Regions from separate parts of the Sus scrofa genome. Here all the other regions are linked to region 3. The links are chromatin contacts, called in public Hi-C and HiChIP or PLAC-seq maps. All regions are on one chromosome and are shown on one strand. The core of a region is the stretch at or near the end of the contact, and the rest is flanking DNA. Distances in the headings are between cores, read along the strand shown.

Evidence for each region. Hi-C and Micro-C count contacts between places; a contact is called where the count stands out from the background. HiChIP or PLAC-seq counts read pairs in DNA pulled down with a chosen protein or histone mark.
Region 1: an H3K27ac HiChIP or PLAC-seq map of alveolar macrophages shows a contact between it and region 3. The contact joins the promoter of E4F1 here to the promoter of ATP6V0C in region 3. A contact is called at or near these places in 3 of 5 promoter capture datasets (fetal skeletal muscle, liver and skeletal muscle), 1 of 47 Hi-C or Micro-C datasets (embryonic fibroblasts) and 1 of 2 datasets of contacts at active chromatin or transcription factors (alveolar macrophages).
Region 2: a contact with region 3 is called in an H3K27ac HiChIP or PLAC-seq map of alveolar macrophages. The contact joins the promoter of RNPS1 here to the promoter of ATP6V0C in region 3. A contact is called at or near these places in 2 of 5 promoter capture datasets (liver and skeletal muscle), 6 of 47 Hi-C or Micro-C datasets (alveolar macrophages, embryonic fibroblasts, heart right ventricle and 3 more) and 1 of 2 datasets of contacts at active chromatin or transcription factors (alveolar macrophages).
Region 4: a contact with region 3 is called in a Hi-C map of liver, with 4 times the contacts expected there. The contact joins the promoter of ELOB here to the promoter of ATP6V0C in region 3. A contact is called at or near these places in 2 of 47 Hi-C or Micro-C datasets (heart right ventricle and liver).
Region 5: a contact with region 3 is called in an H3K27ac HiChIP or PLAC-seq map of alveolar macrophages. The contact joins the promoter of PRSS27 here to the promoter of ATP6V0C in region 3. A contact is called at or near these places in 2 of 5 promoter capture datasets (fetal liver and liver), 3 of 47 Hi-C or Micro-C datasets (embryonic fibroblasts, fibroblasts and liver) and 2 of 2 datasets of contacts at active chromatin or transcription factors (alveolar macrophages and skeletal muscle).

Annotation. Positions count from the first base shown.
Region 1 is chr3:39,769,633-39,774,539 of Sscrofa11.1, reverse strand. E4F1 (transcription factor E4F1) reads left to right here and starts at 1,516. Exons shown (of 21, transcript XM_021086766.1): 1 at 1,516-2,531. The coding sequence starts at 2,372.
Region 2 is chr3:39,737,532-39,742,079 of Sscrofa11.1, reverse strand. RNPS1 (RNA-binding protein with serine-rich domain 1) reads right to left here and starts at 3,022. Exons shown (of 8, transcript XM_003481099.4): 1 at 2,323-3,022. LOC110259946 (a long non-coding RNA gene) reads left to right here and starts at 3,800. Exons shown (of 2, transcript XR_002342443.1): 1 at 3,800-4,548.
Region 3 is chr3:39,536,640-39,540,931 of Sscrofa11.1, reverse strand. ATP6V0C (V-type proton ATPase 16 kDa proteolipid subunit) reads left to right here and starts at 2,228. Exons shown (of 3, transcript XM_003124744.4): 1 at 2,228-2,495. The coding sequence starts at 2,417.
Region 4 is chr3:39,295,839-39,300,710 of Sscrofa11.1, reverse strand. ELOB (elongin-B) reads left to right here and starts at 2,519. Exons shown (of 4, transcript XM_003124746.4): 1 at 2,519-2,800; 2 at 2,926-3,060; 3 at 4,311-4,416. The coding sequence starts at 2,534.
Region 5 is chr3:39,392,161-39,396,521 of Sscrofa11.1, reverse strand. It overlaps PRSS27 (serine protease 27), which reads right to left and starts at 1,508. Exons shown (of 7, transcript XM_021086750.1): 1 at 1,127-1,508. The coding sequence starts at 1,178.

The DNA.
Region 1 (4,907 bases), core at 267-2,766, 230 kb before region 3:
CCTCCTCGTGCCCACCCACACCCAGGCCATCCTGTCTTTGGGATCCTTCCCCACGCTGTTCCTGTGGAGATCTGCCCCCATCTCTTGAATGCTGGCTTTCCCATTAATCCTTTGGGCAGCCTCAAGTGGGGTGTTCTCCTGGCCCTGTCTTCCCAGCTGCCGCCAGAACCGTAGAGCTCCACAACAACCCAGCTGGTCCTCTTCTGGTTTGTCCCTCTCAGAGCCCATCTCTCCTGGATCTTCCTTGCGGACACAGCAGTCAGAGGGATCCTTCGGAAACACTGACCAGCACTCACTCTGCTTACACCCCTGGAATGGTGAATGAGCCCCCCGTAGAAAGCAGCCCCACTGTTACCCCCGCCTAACCTCTGGCGACGTAACCTGTGCCTCACCCTTCTCAGCTCCTGCCAGGCCAAGGGTCCTCGCTTTCCCAGCTGGGCAGCCCTGACATGGAAAAAATATCTGCTTGGTGCCCTTTCAGGGCAGAGCTGCCCACTCCCTGCCCGGGCCGTTGTATCGTGCTTGGGCTCCCCTGGAGACTGGCCTTCTTGGAGTAAAAATGGCATCTGATTCCCCTGAGTCTCTGGAATCCAGCTGAGCCACAGAGAATAACTGAGCTGGGAGAGCATGCCCTATGGGTTTCTAGCCCATGACTCTGGACAGACTTGAGTTAGAATCTTTGGTCTGCCCTTGAGCAAATGTCCTGTCAATTCTGTGCCTCAGTTTCTTCATCGTTAAAATGGGGATGAGAGAGTTCTGGTTGTGGTTCAGCAGGTTAAGAACCTGACTAGTATCCATGAGGATGGAGGTTTGATCCCTGGCCTTGATCAGTGGGTTAAGGATCTGGCATTGCTGAAAGGTGTGGTGTAGATCCCAGATGCAGCTTGGATCCAGTGTTGCTGTGCTGAGGCATTCGACCCCTAGCCCAGGAACTTCCATTGGCCACAGGTGCGGCCATAAAAAGAAAAAAAATTAAAATAAATAAAAGCACTTAGCTTCAAAGACTAATTAAATACTACCTGAAAAAGAATAAAAGGAGGCGTTCCTGCTGTGGCACAATGGGATCAGTGATACCTTGGGAGCACTGGGAGCAGCTTCCATCCCTGGCCCAACGCAGTGGGTTAAGGATCTGGATTTGCTGCAGCTGCGGCTTAGGTCATGACTGCGGCTCAGATCTGATCCCTGTCCTGGGAACTCCACATCCTGCCAGGCAGCCAAAAATGAAAAAAGATAAGAAAAAAAAAAAAAAGAATAAAAGGGACCATTGGGAATTCCCGTCGTGGCTCAGCCGAAACGAATCTGTCGAGTATCCATGAGGACACAAGTTCGATCCTCGGCCTTGATCAGTGGGTTACAGATGTGGCTTGGGTCTGGTGTTGCTGTGGTGTAGGCCAGGGGCTGCAGCTTGGAATCGACCCCTGGCCTGGGAACCTCCGTATGCTTCAGGTGCGGCCCTAAACACACAAACGAAAACCAAAAAACCCCATTATGCTAAGTGAAAGAAACCCGATGCGAAAGACCATGTGTGTCATTCCATTTATGTGATATGTCCAGAAAAGGCTAAGCCATGGAGAAAGAAAATAGTTGCCAGGGGCTGGCGGGGAGGGGAGACGGGGGAGTGACTGGGTACAGGTTTTCTGTTGAAATGATGATGACTTCTCAAACTACATTTCGGTGGTAGTTGCACGACACTGTGTACTGTCACTAACAGTAAATTCTATGTGTACTTATCACAACTAATTAGACAAGAGAATAAAAGTCTTAGGGAAGCTACCCGTGAGCCATCCCCAACTCGGGGGTTGTCTCGAGGTCGCTGGGTCAACATTCAAGGGAGATTCTGTCATCCGAGAAGGGGTCGGGGACGGGCGGCGAACATCACTCTACCGGTCTCAGTTGGAGCGGTGTCCTGGCAGCGGCCCTCAAGCTCATATCCAGGCGGGGCACCCGTGGCTGCACCACCAGCTCAGGGCCGGTCAGGTGGCGCTGCCAGTCCGCCTCGCCCCTCTTCTCAGGCTCTCGAAGCTCGTGGAACCCAAACCCAGCGCTCCAATCGTCAGGGTGGCCCAGCCCCCTGCCGGGCCAAGCCACGCCCCTAGGGCCTTCCACTGGCTCCGCCCCTCCGCCTGTCAGTTCGCTCCACCGTAACCACACCCCTCCCAGCAGGCCCGACCCGTCTCTTCTCACCTAGGGTCTAGCCCCACCTCTGTGGTTCCAGGCCACACCCTCCGGCCCCGCCCCGCCGCCTGCCCATCAAACGCACCCGGGCCCCGCCCCATCGCCCTCAGGTCTGTTTCTCTTGCAGGCCTGGGCGCGGCCCGTTGTTATGACGACACGGTCGTAAATCCGCCATCTTCCTGCGGCGCGTTGCGACATGGAGGGCGCGATGGCAGTGCGGGTGACGGCCGCGCATACGGCAGAAGCCCGGGCCGAAGCCGGGCGGGAAGCAGGCGACCGCGGGGTTGCAGCGGCGGCGGCGGCGGCTTTGGCGCCCAGTGGCTTCCTCGGCCTCCCGGCGCCCTTTAGCGAGGAAGGTAACAGGGCCGGACGGGCCCGGGCGCGGCCAGGGTGGGGGCGGCTCAGACCGGCTGCCGGAGGCCCGGGTGGCCTGCGCTTCGGGCGTGACAGGCCTTTCCAGACCCGGTTCTTTGTGGAGCTCACGTCCCCCCAGGGCCCCTCACGGCCTTGCACGAGCCCCCGAGTTCCTCGGAGCCCCGGGCCCCTCCTGCGGGACTCCCATCACCCTCTTGGACCTAGGTGCCCACCCACGAATACTCACAGGTGTCCAAGCCACGGGGGCTGTCCGTGTAGATGTCTGCGACCGCTTCTCCCGCCAGCCCTGTTCTCAGGGCCCCGGCCTGGCCCCTCTCCGCCTCCGTGTCTGGGCAGGGCCCTGCCCTCCTCCAGGCCCCCTCACACTGCCTCTGACAGGTCTCTAGGGCCCTGGCCGGGGTGTGGCTGGAGGCTCCAGGAGGGCGGGGCATCGGGTCTCTCTAGCCCCGGTGGGAGGCAGCAGAGTCCAGTGGTGGAAAGCTGCAGGGCGCTCTGTCCCAGCCCTGCCCCTTCCTAGCTGTGTGATCCTCGGCAGGTAACCACACACCTCTCTGGATCTCCATTTCCCCTTCCAGAATGGGGATACTGCTGCTGCAATACTGTATTGAGCCCTTTTTCATTCTCTTATTATCATTCCTTCTGTTATTGTTGTTGTTATCATCATCGTCATCATTCCCATTTTGCGGATGAGGAAAATTGAGGTTCAGAGATGTGAAAGTCACCAGGTCCCTTAGCTCCTAAGTATCAAGGACTGACTGGTTGGATGCCAGGATTATATGACTCCTCTGCCTACTCGCTTAACTTCTGGGCTCTGCCACCTCAGGATGGGGTGAGGATCAAATAAGAGCATCATGTGAATCTCTGAGAACAGTTCCGGGGACACACGGAGGGCTCATTCACAGGGCACAGGTAGCTTGTGGAGCCAGAACTGTGCTGTCTACTTTCTGAGCTTGTCCCAGGGAGCTGTAGACTGGGGCCGGGCCGGAGGGGGTTGGCTGGTGATATTAGGGTGGGGGTCTCTGTCCCCACAGGATGTGTATTCTCAGCATATTTTTTCTTGTTCTTTCTTATTCCAGTTTGGGGAGGGGCAGTGCTACCCGGGAAGAGTCTCTTTGGAGGTGGCTGTGCCCTGCTGGGCTTTGCCCATGGCTGGGCCTGTCCCCTTCTGTGGTGGGGAATTCTTCAATAGCAACGCGCTGGTGCCCGGGCAGACTCCATGAGGGGGTGGGAGGGTTAGGAGGGGGCTGGCACCTCAGGGCTTGGCTTGTGACTGTGAGCCATCTGGAAGGAACCGCCCTCTGTCAGGTGGCCTCTTGTGGGCGAGTGGTTTGGCTCTTTGCTCAAGAATTCAATAGTCATTAGCTGGGCTCCTCTAAGCGCCAGGCTTGGGTTTGCCCCCGATGTGGGGCTGCACATGAGCTAGCGGGAACTGGCATACTCGTCCGAAAGCAGAAGGAATATCTCCCCATCCCTTGGTGCAAACAGCAGCGTGTCTGGGGGTAGACCCTCAAATTCAGGCTCTAGCCCCAACACTCACCAGCTGGGTGGCCTTGAATCTCAAATTGTCTTTCTAGAGCGGCAGTAATTATTTCCATTGCCTCAAGGCTCTGGGATGTAATGATGTCCCCAGTAAGGTGCCTGGCACGCAGCCAGGGGACTCGGGCCTGGGGCAGGCCTGGCTGGTGAGCGCAGATGGTGAGGGGCTCAGGTGCCATGGCCCTAGGGTGTGTTGCAGGTTCTCCGGGAAGTCCCACCCTGGGTGTCTTTGCTGGAGTAGGGAGGTGCTGCCTGCTTGGAACTGGCGAAGCACTAAGAGTGAGAAAGGGGTGGTCACGGGTCAGGGGGCCCCACCTCCCCCACGTCTGTTGAGGGCGGCCTCTCAGCTGGTCCTGTGGCCGTCAGCCCACCCCCTGCCCTCGACTCCTGCCTGCACACGCACACTGAGTCGGCCCATTTCAAGGATGAAGAGACGAACCCAGACATGGTCACTGAGGTGCCTGAGGGCACCTGCCAGCCCTGGCAGTCTTGAAGGTTCTGCCCTGTCCCCAGACCAGCTTGGGTGCACCCCTCTGCTTCCCGGCTGCTGCCTGGGCCTCTCCCCTCCTCTCTGAAATAGGGGCTTTGGGTTTCTGCCGCCCAAGCGTGTGGTCAGGGCCACCCCCTGCTGGACGCTGCTGTCCCTGGAGTTGGACACTGCTTCTGTAGCCCTCCCGAGGAGTGGGGCTGGCGCCCCGGGCACCCCAGAGTGTTTGCAGCCCCCTTGGGCCAGGGGACGGTGCCTGTGGTTCTGCCGTTGCTCGGTTGGATGTGGCCGGGGCTGCTGTCCCTCCCGGGCCCGCTGACTGCAGGCTTCCCCA
Region 2 (4,548 bases), core at 1,773-4,272, 200 kb before region 3:
CCTTTCAAAAGTACCAACATCAAAACATTTAATACTGGGAGTTCCTGTCGTGGCTCAGTGGTTAACGAATCCAACTAGGAACTGTGAGGTTGCGGGTTCAATCCCTAGCCTCGCTCAGTGGGTTAAGGATCTGGCGTTGCCTCGAGTCAGCTGGTAGCTGCAGCTCCGATCCGGGCCCTAGCCAGGGAACTTTCATATGCCCCAAGTGCTGCCCTAAAAAACAAACAAACAAACAAACAAAAAAAACCACAAAAAAATCCCCCCAAACAAACCAGCAACAACCACCCCCAACATTTAATACTCAGTGCGAACAAGTGAAATGTCCCCTCTGAACAGTTAAAAAGCATGAGAACAATACATTAAAAAGCAGTCGTTGCAAATATTAAAGATGCATATGCACATGGAAATGTTATGGAGAGGTATACCCGAGACAAAATAAGATGGATGACATAAAGCAAATACAGCAAAGATGTAAATTGTAGACTCTAGGTGGCCCCGGTTATGTGGCTATTTACTGTACAAAAGTTTCCCAACTTTTCTGTGTGTTCACATTTTTTCAAAAATAAAATTGGAGGGAAACAAGCAGACACTGGAATTGACGCAGTTATTGTAAGTGATGGTTCAGCAAAAGGCCTGGACTGCAGTATGTACTCAGTAAATGATCATTAGTAAATACCGTTCAAGAACCAACTACCAGTTCATTGTGGGTCCCGTTTCCTGGGGACTGTTGCCTTTTGTGGTTCCAGTCAAGTTTTGTAGGATTTGCTTGAGTTCTAAGCAGAGATCTTAGGATGTTAGCTTCTACTACTTCCACCTCACCTTCCCCGACAGCCTGTAAGTCACCTGGACGGACACAGCCGACTAATTTGGAGCCTGTTCCTAAGTCTGCAGTGGTGCCAAAATGTTGGATAATCACTGACTCAAGAGTGTCCAGCTTTGGACAATCAAAGAGAATACAAAAGAGAACATCACCTTTGTTGCTCTTTTCCAGGGCTACAGTCTTTTAAAATGCTCAGTCTTAAAATAATACGGTACAGGAGATGTGGACCAGGCAAGCTGGGATAAGTCAGTCCTCAGACACTCATTGAGTCTAACTCAATGGTTAAGAGTGTGGAGTCAGCCTGCTCGGCTTTCGTTCAGAGCTTTGTTGTGTGACCTTGGATAAATCACCTAACCTTTCTAGCCTCAATTTTTCATCAGTCTACGCCTCATAGTTATCAAAGACATAAATCAAACTGACCCATAAAAGAAACTTGGCACCTACTTAAGGCTCAATAAACCTCAGCTAATTTCAGAAGAAAGGCGCTGGAGGCTCTTTCCCCATAAAAACTCCTGACTCTAAATAAAAGTCGCACACAACCTCTGAATGCTCAAGAGAGGATCACCAAGAGCAGTCTGGTCCAACAGAAAGAGTACCCTAACATTTTGCTAACAGGCACGTTTGCAAAAAGTACAAAAGAAACAGATGTAGTTAACTTTTAGTAATGTATTTATCTGACACCCTATACCCCAAATATTATCTTTTCACCAATCAGTATCCAAGTGTGTTAACAAAATATCTACGCCTCCCCATACCAAGTCTTTTAAACACCCCCCTTTGGGCTGGGTATGTTTCAAGTGCCTAATATCCACACGTGGCCAATTACTGAACCAACCTTACTGAACAGATGACAGAGTGCAGATTGCTGGGCCCCACCCCAGGCCTAAAGATCTGCCCTAATGTACTTTGTAAATAAAAATCTAGCAAGTTATTCTTAAAACTCTGGAAAGTTAAGAACCACAGAGTACGTAAACGCTTCGCTGGGCGAGGCCTAGGTGGTAGAAAGCAATGGTTGACGTTCTCTGTTTACACAAGTTCAGGTAACAGCACAGGACTCTGGTTACCTCCCCCATCCTCCGGAAAGTTGCGCAGTCCAACAGCCAGAGAGAGGAGAGAACAACTAGTTAAATCTCGAGTAGCTACCGTTTCAGGTCGTATCTTCAGAGCCCCTTCCCCGCTGAACAGTACGTTTTAGGCATATTCATGCGAAATTACAAAGGCAAAAAGCCACATCTCTTCTCCACTGATATTTAACCTTCCCGTACCCTCCCTCCTGGGGCAAGCCGGGAAACAGAGCTCCAAGGCATTAAGGGCCATATCCCCAAAGATGGGCACCGAGAACGGCACACAGGAGTCCGACAAATGTTCGTGGATTCCATGTTTAAAGCAAGATCTTCAAAAGGAAGGTCAGACGGTCACCCAGGGCACCCCACAAAGCAACTCTGCACCCACCGGCCCCGGGCCCAACGCGACCTCGCCGCCCCCTGTCCGCGTAGACTCACAACTCCCCACTCCAGGCGCCGGGCCGCGAGAGCTTCCAGGGCAGGGCCTGACGTTGCGGGCCTGGGTCTCCTGCCCGGCGAGAGGACCCTGAGGGTGGAGGCCGAGTTCCCGGCTGCTCCGAATTCCGCGGGCCTCCCTGGGCCCGCCGCAGAGAAGACGAAGCGAGGGCGCCCTTCCGCCCGCCGCAGCCCCGACCACTTCCGGGCCGCGGCCTCGGCGCCTCCTACTCAGCTCTCCTCTGGCCACTCTTTCTTCTTAAGAACTACACCGCGCCGCTAGGCCGCCGTTGCCACCGCGGGGCCGGGGAGAGGGCCGGCTTCACGATGCACCCCGCCGACCTTGGCGAGCGGCCCCCGAAGCTCGGATGGGGTCGGATTCCCGCAACTTACATCTTCCCGCCGCCGAGACCTCCTCCCGCTTTCCTCAGCCGCCGAGGCCGGCGCCGCTCTGGCGTCAGGATTAGGGAGCGGGAAGGCGCCGTCGTCCGGCGCGCAGCGATGACGTAGAGCGCCTCAGCCAATGAGCGCGAGCAAGGAGAATGTTAAAGAGCCAAGGTCGTGTGTAGCACCCCGCGTTGGAGCGCGTACTTTGGTTCCCCTCTCGGGAGGGGCGTCTTGGGCCGCCAGGGGCTGGCTGCGCGGCGCATAGGGCGGGCAAACTGGCAGCTTGCTGGGGCTGGGAGGGCCGTGCTGCGTGGTAGCTCGCGGGCCGGCGCGGGGCGGGTTAAGGCGGCCCTGCCCCTCTCCGTGCGCCTGCGTCCTAGGCTCGCCGCGGGCTTGGTGCGGTCCGTGGGCGCTGGGCCTGAGACCCGGAGTTTCGGGCGGCGGGGTTGGGGGAGGAGTGCGCAGGTGCCGCGGCCTCTAGCCGACCGCCGTGGGGACCGGCCGGGCAGAGGGTTCGTGCGGTTAGAAGCCTCTCAGGGAGTGGCCAGGCAGACGCAGCTTTTACTCCAGCGGAACTCGGCCGGGTGGGTAAGACGGGGTAGTGCCGTCAGAAAGGACGGGCAGCAAAAGACAGGGTAGAAGACGAGGTGCAGGAGTCCCCGTCGTGGTTCAGGGGAAACAAGTCTGACTACAGTCCATAAGGACGCCGGTTAGATCCCTGGCCTTAATTAGTGGATTAAGGATCCGGCGTTGCCTATGAGCTGTGATGTAAGGTCGCAGACGCGGCTGGGATCTGGTGTTGCTGTGGCTGTGTCGTAGGCTGGCAGCTGCAGCTCCGATTCGCTCCCTGACCTGGGAACCTCCAAATACCGCACATGCGGCCCTAAAAAGACAATAAATAAATACATTAAAAATTTAAAAAAGAAGGAGTTCCCATTGTGGCTCAGTGGTTAACCAATCTGACTAGGAAGCATGAGGTTGTGGGTTCGATCCCTGACCTTGCTCAGTGGGTTAAGGATCCGGTGTTGCCGTGAGCTGTGGTGTAGGTCGCAGGCGCAGGTCGGATCCTGCATTGCAGTGGCTCTGGCGTAGGCCGGCGGCTACCTCTAGCCTGGGAACCAACATATGCAGCGAGAGAGACCCAAGAAATGGCAAAAAGACAAAAAATAAAATAAAATAAAATAAAAAGAGAAGACTAGGTGCAGAAGTCAAGGCGCCTCTGCGGAGGTGACACTGCAGCTGAGACCCAAGTGGAAGGGTGCCCTCAGCCGAGAGAAGAGCAGGTGCAAAGGCGCAGAGGCTTGCTGGCAGAAGCCGGGGCTAGGAAGGTGGAGTTTAGCATTTGGGGGGAACTTGGAAGGTGTGCAAGATAAGGCGCCAAGGCTTCATCCCGGGGCTGGTGGACGGCGCAGGCGGGGAGGCATTGCCAGAGCCTCCTGGCAACGGCAAGAGGGTGAGGTTTAGAGGCCCAGGACCAGGCAGGAGGCTGTTGGAGTAAAACCCGGCTCTGAGAGGGCCAGGGCTTGCAGGGTTTGTTGACTGCTGTGTACCTGCTTCCTTCCTTATTGGAAGGAGGGGAGGAAGGTGCACCCCTGTCTCAGAACAGGTGGAACAGGTAGACTCAGCAGGGAAGAGAAGAGAGCAGATCCAGGGTGTGTTCCGGGGAAAGGAACCACTGTGGTGCGGAGATGGGCCAGAGATGGGCACCTGGACGGTGCCTTTGATACCTCATCCTGGGTTGAGGGGTGTCTGAGGAGTCGGGGACAAAAGACAGGCAGGGGCAGCCTCCCTTTGGAGGCCTCTCTGCTGAGGCCTCTGCACACTCCTGGGAGGGGGCTTGGC
Region 3 (4,292 bases), core at 979-3,478:
AGCCTGAGGGGTGGGGGCAGACCTGAGAGCCGGGAAGCCGCAGACGCACCGGGCCTGGTGGGTAATGACGAGGGAGCCGTGACTTGGAGGCTGCTGGTGCTAGCAGCTGGCTGGCTGGATGTGCCTTTGGCCGGAAATGGAAAGAACCCAGTGGAAGCTGGTCATGTGGGAGGAGGGGAGCTCAGGTTGAGACGTGCTGGTTTGAGCTGTCGGCGTCCCCACTGGAGACCCATGGTGACCTCTTACACCAGAACTCAGGGAGAAAGCCAGAGGATGGTGAGCCAAGCCCACCTGCCCTCTAAGCCTGCGGATGGAACTGTCCCCGACCTCCTGGGCTCTGGGGTCTGCGCTTTTGGTGGCGCCATATCCCGAGGTGGACTGTCCTGCGCCTCCGCTCCTTAGTCTGTGGCCTCCCTGGCCCCTCAGCCAGTGCAGCTCCCTGGTCTGGACTCTCCTGACCCTGGACCCTTAGTGCCTGGGAGTTATGGGGGCTGGGCCTGGCCTAGGCACTTGGGCATTTGCTCGCCCAGAGGGCTTCAGGTCTGGAAAGGTGCAGGTGATCACCCAGGGGCAGGGCCCAGCAGAGGGAGTCACGGAAACCTGGGACCTGCAGGGAAGCTGAGGAGGCCACTGCCCTTGCTCCTGTGACTCCAGGAAGGAACGAGGGCATCGGGGCACATGCAGGTGAACTTGGAGAGAGTGGCGGTGTGGTGTGGTGGACAGCAGGCCGTGGCAGCAGAGGGGGCCATTCAGAAAGCCTGAGCCACGTTCCTCGGTTTAGAGAAATGGCAGTCGCCATCCCCCTTGGCAAGGACAAGGAGCTGAGGACACTGAATGAAGATTCCTCTTTCCAGAAGTCAGAGTCAGGGCGAGGAAGACAAAGGCAGAGGGCGGCGTGGAGGGCTCTAGCAGAATGGTGACCTCCTCTCTTTTGGGACAGGACGGACACAGCCCTCCAAGGGCTGCACGTTTGGGGGCAGGGGCAGGGGCAGACCCAGACTCACCAAGAAGGGTCTGAAAGCGGGTCTGAGATTCCATCGGGAGGACCAGGCCGGCGGAGGTGACCCCACCACCCACATGGAGAAGGCTGATGACAGCTACCACCTGGGTCACTGGCGGAGAGTGCTTCTGTGTCGGAACAAGGGCTTGGAGCTCAAGGGAGACCCAGGACCAGATGGCAGCCACCCAGGGTGCCTGAAATGGAGGGAACAAAGGGCAAAGGGATCCAGAACTGGTGGGTAGAGATAAGGCAGCTAGTTGGGGTGCCAGGAGGGCCACATGGGATCATCCGGGCAGTGCCAGTCCCAGGCCAGGCTGCCTGCTGGGCTGAGAGGAAACCTTTTACTGCTGCCCCAGAAATAAGGGCAACCCTGCATGTGCGGGACTTGTGTGGGACAGGCAGAACAAGGACCCAAGATGTAGAAATTTGGGGAAGACTTCTCAGGTCGCAACACCGACAGGGCGCCAAACCAGTCATGCCTACATTTTGAAGGGCAGAGACAACCCCGCTCCTCAGCTGCAGTCTGGGTCCTTGATACAAAAGAGGGAACAGAGGCGGGTAAAGGGGCTCCTTGTCTATGGAAGCCAGGGTAGCAATCACCGATTGCCAGGTTGGGGACTGGTAGGTCTGGAGCAGACGGAGGACGGCGTCTAAGGGTTGGGGAGACCCGAACCGGGAACACAGGAAGGCTCGGGCCAGAGACCAACCAGACAGCAGGGTGGCAGAGGCTTCCCTGGGGGCTGCCGAAGAGGCCGGCGCCCGGTTCACAGGATTTGGCTCCGCCTGCTCGGACCCTCGGATCGCCCCAGGAGGTATGAGCACGTGCGAGGTAGACCGCAGTCTTGGGTTTCTGGGGGCTGGGCCGAGAGAACGCCGTGGCCGGGCTCCACACAGAGAACGCAAAGAAAAGCTTCGGTCGGAACCGAATCCTGGATAGCGCAGCCGCAGAGGAGGCGGGGCACCACGAGCACCGCCCTATATGCTAACGAGGCGCGCCACTGTCCCGCCCCGGCCCAGGGACCGGACTGGCCCAACGCCGCGGGGTTCCAGAGGCCGACCTTGCCGGACAGCGCACCTGGGAAGGCCGAGGTAGGGCGGAGCGCTCGGGTCCGGGCCGGCGGGGTGACAGCACAGTGCGGGGGTGGCCAGCGGGCCTCTAGGGCGCCCCCCGGGCCATGACGCCCCCCCACCAGCGCGAAGTGGTACGGTCCGCAGGGGCGGGGCCCGAGTCATGTGACGCGGCAGCGGCCGCCATTTTGTTCTGCGGTGCTGGTATTTAGAGCGCAGCGGCTGACGGGCCGGATCCCCTTCGCAGCCGCTTCAGCGCTCGCTTCGCGCACCTCGCAGCCTGCCGCGCCCGGCCCGGCCTCGTCCCCGCCTCGACCTGCTGAGCTCGCCCCCTCCCCACCCGCAGACATGTCCGAGGCCAAGAGCGGCCCCGAGTACGCCGCCTTTTTCGCGGTCATGGGCGCCTCGGCCGCCATGGTCTTCAGCGGTGAGCGCCGTGGCAGGAGGGACCCGGGGGGTGGGGGCGCGCGAGGCTTGTGCCCGCTCCTCGCCCGGGGTTCGGCATGTGACGTCAGTGTGACGTAATTTCGAGCCGTTAGGGGGTCCCGGGCCTCACGTGACTGCGGGCGGGGGTCGGGGCCGCAGGGAGCCGTAAGGTGTCTGGAGCGCAGGGCGTGCGAGCTGGTTCCCAGTCCGGGTCCTAGGGTCTCCCGGGGTCCCGGGACCGCAGCCCGGCCAGCTGGCGGTATCGGTGCGGGGGTGGGGCGGCGGCGCCGCTGCCATCTTAGCCCCTGGAGAGGCGGGGGCAAGGCTGGGGTGGGGGCGCGCGGTCCTGCGCCTGCTCTGCACCCGCTCCCCCGCCCCAAATCCTGCGGGCAGGTGTGACATCACACCTAGTAGAGCTCCCCCGACGCGGAGCCGACCCCCCGTCCGTGGGCGGTGGGGGATCCAGCCCTGGCATTCCCCGCCAAGTGCACAGCCCTCGCCCTGTGGAGGCCTGCTCCCCGCCCCCCCGCCTCCCGGCAGGGGTCAGGTGGGTCTGCACCCAGGCTGGTGCTTCCGGTTAGGGCATGTCGGTGTTTCCCAATACTGAAGGCTGCGTGGGTTGGTTGGTTAGGGAAGCCTGGCTGAGGGGTTGGTCTTAAGAGCCGGCAGAGACCTGGGAGTGGGAGTGGAATTGGGGGCTGTGGGGGGCGGGGGTCATACAGGCAGAGGGGGCATCACGGATGTCTGGGGGGCAGGCCAGTGCCAGCACTGTGCGTGTGTGTGGACACTCGTCTGAGTGGGCGAGGTGGCGTGGAGCCTCAGCGTTGAGGGGATTGGGTCGTTTCCAGAGAAGGAACTGCTCAGGCCCGAATGAATGAATGACCTTTCTCCCCTTCCCTGAGGCCTGGAACTGGGAGGGGCTGCCTTCGGAATGCTGAGGGGCCTTCCAGGCTTCTTGATGGTCCCCTGGTTTTGAAGCCGAGTCTTCGCAGTCCTGGGGGTGTCAGATTCTGTGCAAATTGGCCAGTGTGGGAGAAGGGCACTGGGCCAGGCAGAAATGTGGGACCCAGGGAGTCGAGTCCTGACCCAGCTCCGGCCCCCGAGGACTGGTCTGGCCTGGTCTGGTCGAGGCCTCCTCGGGTAGGTCTGGTTTTGGGCTTTGATGACTCGCCCTGCCCCACCCTATGTGGTGGACTGCGGAGGCTCCCTGTGCAGGTATGTGGCGGGATTGAACTCCAAACAGCTCTGCTGACTATAAACACTGGTGGGGTGGGGGCTTGGGGGCCTCCCTCTGCCCAGACCTGCCTGCCTGTCACAAGCTGCTGAGTGAGCCATGCCCTTCCCGTCATGTGCGAATAAGGGGTCATTTGTGGTGGGAGCCCTGTCCGTACTTCCCCTTCCCCCGGGGCGACGCCCACTCTTTCCACATCCTCAGGAGCTGCCTGCCCTCCAGGCTGTCCAGCAGCCAGCCCTGTCCCCTTTTCCTCCAGCCTTTTCTGCTCTTTGCATCCACACAGCACCCGGGGATTGTCCTTTGCCTGGTGTCTGCCAGTCACCATTCCACAAATCTTCACTGAGTTCCAACTCTGTGCCAGGCACTGGGGACCGTGAGTGAACAAAAAAAGATCCCTGCCCACATGGAACTTGAATTCTGGCCGAGGTTGCCCTCGAACCCCTTTACCTGTGTTCGGCTCCTGGCCTCACTCCAGTCACCGGGGGCCTCTCTTCCTCACCTTTTAGAACTTACTTGGTACTTCTGAACGGGGCGTGACCAGCAGGTGTTAGGTCTGCCTGCCCC
Region 4 (4,872 bases), core at 1,270-3,769, 240 kb after region 3:
CCCTCAGCCGAGGGCAGCCAAGAGGACTGCCACAGGTCACCTCAGCCTTGGACCTGCCGTGAGTGGAGTCGTGAGTTCCTGTTGAGAATCCGGTGCTTCCGCAGCATAACCTGGGAGCTAAGCAGGGCCGTCCTGGCAGCGGACTGCAGGGCTGCACGTGGAAGGGGATGAGAAGAAATCAGCCACTCCTCGTCCTCTCACCAGACACCGGGCAGAGGGCTCTGTGGCCCCCATCTGGCGGGATTCTCACCTGAGGCTCTGTCAGGTGGGTTTTCCTTGTGTGTCAGATGAGAAAACAGGCCTTAAGTCACACGGCTGGTAGGTGGTGGGCTGGGATTCGAACGCAGGCGGTCTGATCCAGAAGGCAGCTGGCGATGGGAGCGTGGCCCCCCTGCGTCGTCTCCACTTCCTCCCACCCCAGCAAGCAGAGCGGCCTCCAGGTCCACCCCTCTCTGCCTCACAGGGCTGGGCGTGCGTGCAGCTCTTCTCCGCCCAGCAGGCTCAGGGGCATGGCACCATGTGCCGCTGCAACCCTCCCGTCAGGAAGGTCAGTGCGCCTGGGGTGAAGGGTGGGGCCTTGACCTGGCCCTGCATCAGTCTCCTCCTCGGCCTCAGGATAGCTGCCTAGTCTGCCAGGAAGAGAGCCCCTGGGGCAGCAAGGGTACCCCTGAGACGCTCCCTGGGGACAAGGGACAGTGGGCTACTGTCCAGGCAGGCGTTTTCCAGTTGGCAGTACTACAACTAGATAGCCCAGCCTCTCCCAGGAGTGCCGACTTAATCTGTTGCCCCATCTGTGATCTGAACTGGTACCGCCTACCCTAGCGTGGCCTTTGAGAGAGTCAGAACAACTCAGTTCTGCCCACTGAGTATGCACACAGTGCCAGGCACTGATGGTCTCTTGGCTGATCCCCCAGGTCAGGAACGTGCCTTAAGATCCACAGCAGAGGAGTTCCCGTCGAGGCTCAGTGGTTAATGAATCTGACAAGGAACCATGAGGTTGCAAGTTCAATCCCTGGCCTTGCTCAGTGAGTTAAGGATTCGGTGTTGCCGTGAGCTGTGGTGTAGGTTGCAGACGCTGCTCAGATCCCATGTTGCTGTGGCGTAGGCCAGCGGCTACAGCTCCGACTAGACCCTCAGCCTGGGAGTCTAGTCCATATGCCACAGGGGCAGCCCAAAAAATGGCAAAAAGAAAAAAAAAAGAGAGAGAGAGAGACCCACAGCAGACAAGAGGTGGAACCAGGTTTGAATTTGGGCAACCAACTCAAATTCCACACTGAGTTCTATCACTTCCTTTTTAGAAATGAAAGTAGTTATAAAACACTACAGATGAGAGACACACGAGCAACTGGTGGCTATTGACAATTACTATTTATTTATTTACTTATTTATTTATTTATTTATTTGTCTTTTTGCTATTTCTTGGGCCGCTCCCTCGGCATATGCAGGTTCCCAGGCTAGGGGTCCAATCGGAGCTATGGCCACCGGCCTACGCCAGAGCAATAGCAACGCGGGATCCAAGCCAAGTCTGCAACCTACACCACAGCTCATGGCAACGCCGGATCCTTAACCCACTGAGCAAGGGAAGGGACCGAACCCGCAACCTCATGGTTCCTAGTCGGATTTGTTAACCACTGCGCCATGACGGGAACTCCCACAATTACTATTTATTAATGAGCACTTCAAAAAATTTGCAATTCCTATCATGGGTCAGTGGAAGGCAATCTGACTAGCAGCCATGAGGTTGCGGGTTTGATCCCTGGCCTGGCTCAGTGGGTTAAGGATCCGGCGTGGCTGTGTGGCTGTGGTGGTGGCGTAGGCTGGCAGCCACAGGTCCGACTGGACCCCTAGCCTGGGAACCTCCATATGCCGCGGGTGTGGCCCCAAAAATAAATAAATAAATAAAAATAAAAAACTTAGGAGTTCCCGTCGTGGCGCAGTGGTTAACGAGTCCGACTAGGAACCATGAGGTTGCGGGTTCGGTCCCTGCCCTTGCTCAGTGGGTTAACGATCCGGCGTTGCCGTGAGCTGTGGTGTAGGTTGCAGACGCAGCTCGGATCCCGCGTTGCTGTGGCTCTGGCGTAGGCTGGCGGCCACAGCTCCGATTAGACCCCTTGCCTGGGAACCTCCATATGCCGTGGGAGCGGCCCAAGAAATAGCAAAAAAAAGACAAAAAAAACAAAACAAAACAAAAAAACAAACTTAGGTAGAGGAGTTCCCGCTGTGGTGCACTGCCAGAGCCGATGCTCAGATTCGATCCCTAGCCTGGGAACGTCCGTGGACCTCCTCAAAATGGCCGCCAGGGAGCCCTTGTTCTCGAGTCGGACTCCCCAATATGGCAGCCCAGATCTCATTGAGATGTGAATGTCTTGCCGCCCTGATGACTCAGGGACACATCTTTCCTTCTCTCTCCTTGGGATGTGAGGTACCCTAGCTCACACAGTTAGTCCCTGATATCCCCCCAAAAAGGATGGGCCTGCACCCAGGCATCTCCTCACTGCATCAATCTGGGGACCTCGTCTTTGCCACACCCAAGATGGCGCCATCGGCCACTGCCGGACGCCCACAGCCTCAGCCCCTCGGCCAACCAGCCCCGCCCCACGCCACGGCGCCGAGATGGCTGCCAGACACAGGGCCGCAGCGCCCCTCCCTTGCGGATTACTTAAAATGGCGGCCTCGGGGCCGGGCGCGGGGCGGGGCCGCCGGGCGCGGGGCACGCTGGGGTGCGGCGCCCGGGCTGCCGGGAACGGGGAGGAGCGCGGCCGCGCCGGCGCGTCGAGGGGGAGAGGTAGCCGCTGCGATGGTGAGCGGGCGCGGGGGGAGGGGCGCCGGGCCGGGGCCGGGGCCGGGGGCCGCGGGGGCCACGGGGGCCACGGGCCGCGCGGGGGCAGCCCGGGCTCCGCGCTCACGCCTGCCCGCCGCCCCCAGGACGTGTTCCTCATGATCCGGCGCCACAAGACCACCATCTTCACTGACGCTAAGGAGTCGAGTACCGTGTTCGAGCTGAAGCGCATCGTCGAGGGCATCCTCAAGCGGCCGCCGGACGAGCAGCGGCTGTACAAGGTGCGGTCCTGTCGGTTCCGGGCGGCCGGGGGCGCGTGCTGCTGGGAACCGCCGCCGGAGCTTGGCCGGGGGCGCCCGGCAGCCGCGTCGTCGATGTAAACATCGGCTGCTGACCGCCGCGGGCCGGAACTCCCCCGCGTGGGGCCGTTGCTCGGACTCAGAGAAGTGAAGCCCCGGTAGCGCCTGCTCCACCGGAGGATCTCGATTCCGGTGGCTTTGAAGGCGCGCGCCAGGCCCTCTGCCGAGTGCCCGGGGCCAGCGTCGCATCTAATAATCCCAGAAGCAGCCCGCCGAGACGTGCAGGCTCTTGCTGGACTTGTCTCCTCCGTAGTTGGAGAAACTGAGGCTGGGAGGTGGTTCCTTAACTATCCCAAGGTCATGGGCAGAGTCGGGATTTGAGTCCCGGGGCCCTTAACCTTCTGCTGGCCCATCACACGCGCCCCATCCGCCCTGGACACCGCTTAATACAAAGAAATGGAGGGTTTGGGGATGAGTTGGGTCCCGTCGGTTCTTCGCCTACCAGCTGTTTATGACTCCCTACCATGCTGCTGGGGTTCTAAACGCAGCTCCCCCCCCCCCCCCCCCGCTCCGCTCCCCCTTACAAACCAACTGCAGTTATTCAGCAAGGATGGCTTGGATTTCGGGGCTTTCTTTGGGAATCCGGTGTGTCAGCCTCTCGTTAAAGGCTCTCCCCCGAAGTGCCTCGATCTAATACTGGCTGGAAACTGGTCTTTCATTCCAAGCTGAGTCCTCATTCCCTTTGTCACTGAAGGCCTTTCCTTGCTGATACCTCCTGGGGGTGGGGGGGGGGCTTCCATGATAAGGACCTTGCCTGCTGCCTGAGCTCTTCCATGTGCTATGCTCCTTGCTTTCTGTGTGTCCTTTGGGCATGAAAACCGGGCGGCCCTGGGAGTTGGGGATTGCCGTATCCACACCCGCCACGCGTTTTGCAGAGAAGGAAACTTCACCTCCAAAAATCAGCCCCTTTGTGCAAAGTGGTAGAGTGGGCATTCAGCCAGGTCTGCTTGTGGCCAGATTGGACCATTGACGCTTGAAATTAGATTCACCTGCAACTGGGGAGGAACAACTGCAGATTTTAGAGCCCTCACCTGGGAGGGTCTGATTTGAAAGGCCTGGGGCGTAGCCTGGACGCTCTTGGACGTCCTCGGGTGGTTCTGGGCCCTGTTTGGCTTTCAGTGTAGTTGCCTTTCCGGGGCTGCCCCTGAGACCCTGCCTGCCTCTCTCCTCAGGACGACCAGCTTCTGGATGACGGCAAGACCTTGGGCGAGTGCGGCTTCACCAGCCAGACCGCGCGGCCTCAGGCCCCAGCCACCGTGGGGCTGGCCTTCCGGGCAGGTGAGGGGGACAGGGCTGGGGTGGGGCCGTCGGGGGAGCCTGCAGTCCTTCTCCAGGCCTCCCTCGCGGTGTCTCCCCGCCGGCCCAGCGAGGCCCATCCTTCGGTGGTGTGTGCTTCCCCGGGGGCAGTGGGGAGAGCATGCGAGGTGCGTGAAGCACCTGATGGCTGTCCCGTGGAGGCCTCCCAGGTCCTTGGTCAGGGCCCCAGCTTACACGGGCGGGGGCCTGCCTGAGGGCCCGGCCCCTCTAGTGCTCTCGTGGCCCTGAGAGGGAGGCGTGGGCGGTGAGGCTTGCAGGCAGTTCACGGAGCTGCTGGTCCCAGCCCGTCTCCGTGCTGCCTCGCTGACTTGCCGGGCATCTCTCCCGCCCGCACTTGGGCTTTGACTTTCTGGGGATGGGTCAGCTGAGCCTGGGGAGCTGCAGAGCGGGTTCAGCCCTTTCTGTGCCAGAGCCTGT
Region 5 (4,361 bases), core at 259-2,758, 140 kb after region 3:
CAGGACCGCAGCCTCCGGTTCTGGAGCGCCAGGGTCTCCCACTCTCCACCCCGGCCGCTGGCCATAGGCCCAGGGCCTCTCACACTATCTTCCCGACCGAGCAAGTCTCCAGCTCTGTCTTGAGTCTGGGGGCGATGGGGGCAGAGCCTGGCTCCGTCCCAGATTCCCCAGAGCAGCCCCTCTCATACAGCTGGCAGCTGGAGCCCAGGACCCCTGCTGGACGGGGCACCTCTGCCCACGTGAAGGGACCGGAGGGGTGGGACAGGACCCTGTGCCAGGAGGCCGGGAGGGAGGAGGGAGCTGGGCAGCAAGGCCTGGCAAGGCCCGGTGGAGCCCAGGGAGGCTGCACCCTCCTTCCCTGGTGGGAAGCCTGCACCCTCCTTCCCTGGTGGGAAGCCTGGAGCCCTGGCCAAGCTGCAGCCTGGGGTGACCTGGCCCGGCCCTGGGAGGTGACTTGAGGACAGGGAAGTAAGGTGGCAGCTGGGCTGGCCAGGCTGGCCCAGGAATGCGGGAGAGTTTCCCTGGCAGAGAGCAGCCCGCCCAGCTGGGAGGGGCCTGGCAGGTGCATTCCCCCCCCCCCGACCTCCCCTGTTGGCCCTTGCCAACCTTCACCCAAGAGAGCGGGGGAAGGGCCGGAGGTGCAGGGCCTGCTCCTCCAATTCCCTCCCTCTGTGCCGGAGCAGGAACCTGGACCCCCGTGTGTCCTCCCTGCCCCCCACTGAGCCTTCACCAGGCTCAGGTGGCAACCCAGCCACCCTTCCCAGGCCCAGATGTCAGTGACCCAGAGATTGGCTGGCGCCCAGCGGTCTTGAGGTCAGATCCTACAGCACCACGTTTTCATCTTGAGAGGCCAGGACCAGAGGGGGCAGAAGCAGCTTGGCTGTAATTTGCCTGAGGCAAGGGGAGGGATGGGATCCGGCCTGTGTCACTGCCTCCTGGTCCTCCCGCCTGCACCCACACCCCCATCCCCAGTTCACTCCACCTGTGGAACCTCCGGAATCTTCCCACTGAGGCAGGAAGGGAGACTGGTGCTGCAGCCCGAGGCCTGGCCGGGGAGTGGGGGCTTAGCTGCCGCTTGGGTAGGACAGAGAGGCCCTTACAGATGCCTGCAATGTCTAAGACTCACCAGTCCGCAGCAGCAGCAGCAGGAGCAGGGCCAAAGCTGGCACCTGCCCCATGGTCTCAGCCTGGCTGGAGTGCCTGCCGGGCAGGGGACTGCTGTGGCAGGAGCTCCGTGACCACTAGCTCTATGTGTAGGGCTCCATGAAGTGGGGTTTTATGCTGGAGATGAGTGTCAGCTCGGCTATGCCGCTGGACCTGTCAGCCAGGCCCGCCCAGTTCCTCTGGGCAGGAAGGAGGCACCCCAGAACCCCGACTCCTCCATGGCCTGGCCCTGAACCCCAAGGGGACAGGCCTCTCATGCTAAAACACCTTAGGGTTTGCGGGCCAGGGTGCGTGTGTCCCATTTATTTATTTATTTGTTTGTTTGTTTATTTTACCTTTTCTAGGGCCGCACCCGCGGCATATGGAGGTTCCCAGGCTAGGGGTCCAATCGGAGCTGTAGCCCCTGGTCTACACTACAGCCACAGCAACTCAGGATGCGAGCCGCATCTGCAGCTTACACCACAGCTCACGGCAACGCCGGATCCTTAACCCACTGCGCAAGGCCAGGGATTGAACTGGCAACCTCATGGTTCCTAGTCGGATTCGTTAACCACTGCGCCACGACGGGAACTCCGCATGTGCCCCATTTAAGTGCTTGTGGCAAGGGTTCCGCCTCCACGGTGACTGACCACACTCTCCAGCTGACCACAGGCCCACCTGAGCTGACTGCGGTCCACCACGCGACCCTCTCTGTTTCATTCATCCGTTCATTTATTTTTATTTACTGAGCACCTGCCATGCGCCGCAAACAGTCCGGGACTGGGGCTTGCGCTTTGCCGGAAGGAGGATGGCTAAGGGCCAGGTCACCTGAGCCTAAGCGGGAGCGTCTGGCGGGCTCCGCCGCTGACCCCAGCGCCCCTCCCCGCCCCCCGGCTCTCCCTCCAGACCTGGGTTCCAGCAGTCCCAGGCCTGGCCCTGGGTGACCCTGACCGGCCTCTCCCTGCCCCCTGCCCGCCGCCGTCGCAGGGGTGGGGGTGGGGTTCCCGGAACGCGAAGGCCAGCGTGGGCGGGGCGGAAGCTGCTTCTGGGAAGGCCGTGCCAGGAGGACCGTCCCCAGGTGTCCCTGCCCTGGGAGCGGCTGGCCGGGTCCAGGACGTGCAGTCGTCGCGGAAGCGGCTCTGGGAGGAAGTTATTTGGGGCACGGAGCTGACGTCAGAGCCGGAGCCGGGGCTCGGCGGCGAGGCCGGGCCGGGACCGGCGGCCGAGGACCAGGTCGGGCAGAGCCGGTGGGGGCTGGGGCGGGGAGCGCCGGATGACCGGCAGAGCCCGGCCTCAGTTTCCCCGCCCACACAGTGGGTGCGTGCGTGGCCTGGGGGTGCGCCGGCGCGCCCCGGAAGTCGGGGACGGCCGAGGTCGCCGACTTTCCGCCCCCTCCCCATCTCCGCGCTCCGGCCTTGGCCTTGGCCTTGGCGGGCGCTCCCGGTCAGCGCGCCACTGCCCTCTAGGGGCCGCCGGCAGCAGCGCCGGGCCGCTGGGGCGGGAGGCTCGGCTCCGCGCTGTCTGTCTTCCTCGCACAACTCCCAGCCCCAGCCCTTCCTGCTCCTCCACTCCTCCGCTCCTGCCCTCCGACCTCCCCTCCGTCTCCGCGTCTCCCGCAGCCCTCGGGGGAAGAGGGGGCGCCACCCTCGACGGGGGACGGCTGCCCGGGCGCTGGCGCCCTCCTCCTGCGCCCCCCTGCCTCCCGGGTCCCTCCGCTGCGCCCCCTCCACGCGGCGTCCCGGAGTCCGGGCGGCCTGTCTGCGTGAGCGGGAGTCCCTCGGGGAGGGAGAGCAGCGCGTGGCTAGAGGGCTTCCAGACTCGTTCCCAGGGATTCTTGGAGCCCACTGAGACCCAGCACTGTTCCAGGCATGGGGCAATTGGAGGTGAGCCGAGTGGAGGAGAGAGGATTGAGGTGAAAATGTCTAATCAGAAATTTTGGAAAGTGTTTCAAAACGTCTGTGTCACCGCATTTCACCAGGCACCTGATGATCAGTTCTCTGGATTTCAGAGGCCTTCAAGATTGTTTGGGGCTAAATACTTCCTCTCAGGTGTCTTTCTAGGTTTCCTCTGCCTTCCCCCCCCCCCAAAGCCATTTCTAAGAAGGTGCTGCCTTGAAATCAAGAAAGTAACAAAAGTTAAGATGTGATCAGAAAGTGGGGACACCAGGGACTCCGGTGGCTAGAGAAACAGCATCTCGTGTCACTCCTGACACCCTTGAGGCTGTAGACCCCCCGCTGTGCAGGGAGCTGGGTGGGGGTGTAGGGTGAGCTGGAAGCCAGGTGCCTTCCTCACTCCACCTGCCAAACAGAGGGGTGGATTGGAGACCAGAGGGACTCAGAGCCCTAAGTGTGTTTTGTCACTTCCTCCTAAAACACAAATGGGAGCTCCCACTGTGGCACGAAGGGATCAGCAGTGTCTTGGGAGCGGGTTCAGTCCCCAGCCTGGCACAGTGGGTTAAGGACCTTCTGGTGTTGCCACAGCTGCAGTTTACTTCAAGGTTGTGACTGGAATCTGATCCCTTGCCCGGGAGCTCCATATGCCCTGGAGCAGCCAAAAAACAAAGCCAGAAATGAGCTTTTACCACCTCTGGAAGGGGAAGGGTTTTTTAATGTTAGAAGTCACAGCAGAGGGAGTTCCCGTTGTGGCGAAGTGAAAACGACTCCAACTAATATCCATGAGGAATCCGTTTCGATCCCTGGCCTCACTCAGTGGGTCAGGGATCTGGCATTGCCATGAGCTGTGGTTTAGGTCGCAGACATGGCTCAGATCCCGCGTTGCTTGTGGCTGTGGCGTAGGCTGGCAGCTGTAGCTCTGATTTGACCCCTAGCCTGGGAACTTCCACATGCAGAGAGAATGGCCCTAAAAGGCAAAAACAAACAAAGAACAACAAAAAATAGTCACAGTAGGCAACACAAAGGAGATGGCCCATACACTAGAAAAATAATCGGTTTCAAAGTACAAAGGCGAACAATAGGATAAATATTTGCAGGAAATGCGGCAAAGTGCCTGCACCATTATTGTTGGCAATGCTTAGGAAATTGACGAGAAAACCCCTGATCCCCTAAAGGTGAAATGAGCAAAGGCTACACATAGACCAGTCTTGAAAGAGGAAACCAATTTGGTTAATAGACTTAGGAGGAATGTTCAGCCTCACTAATTAAAGACATGCAAATCAAAGCCACAGCCAGGAGATGCTCTTCTGTGTGGCGCTGGCTCAG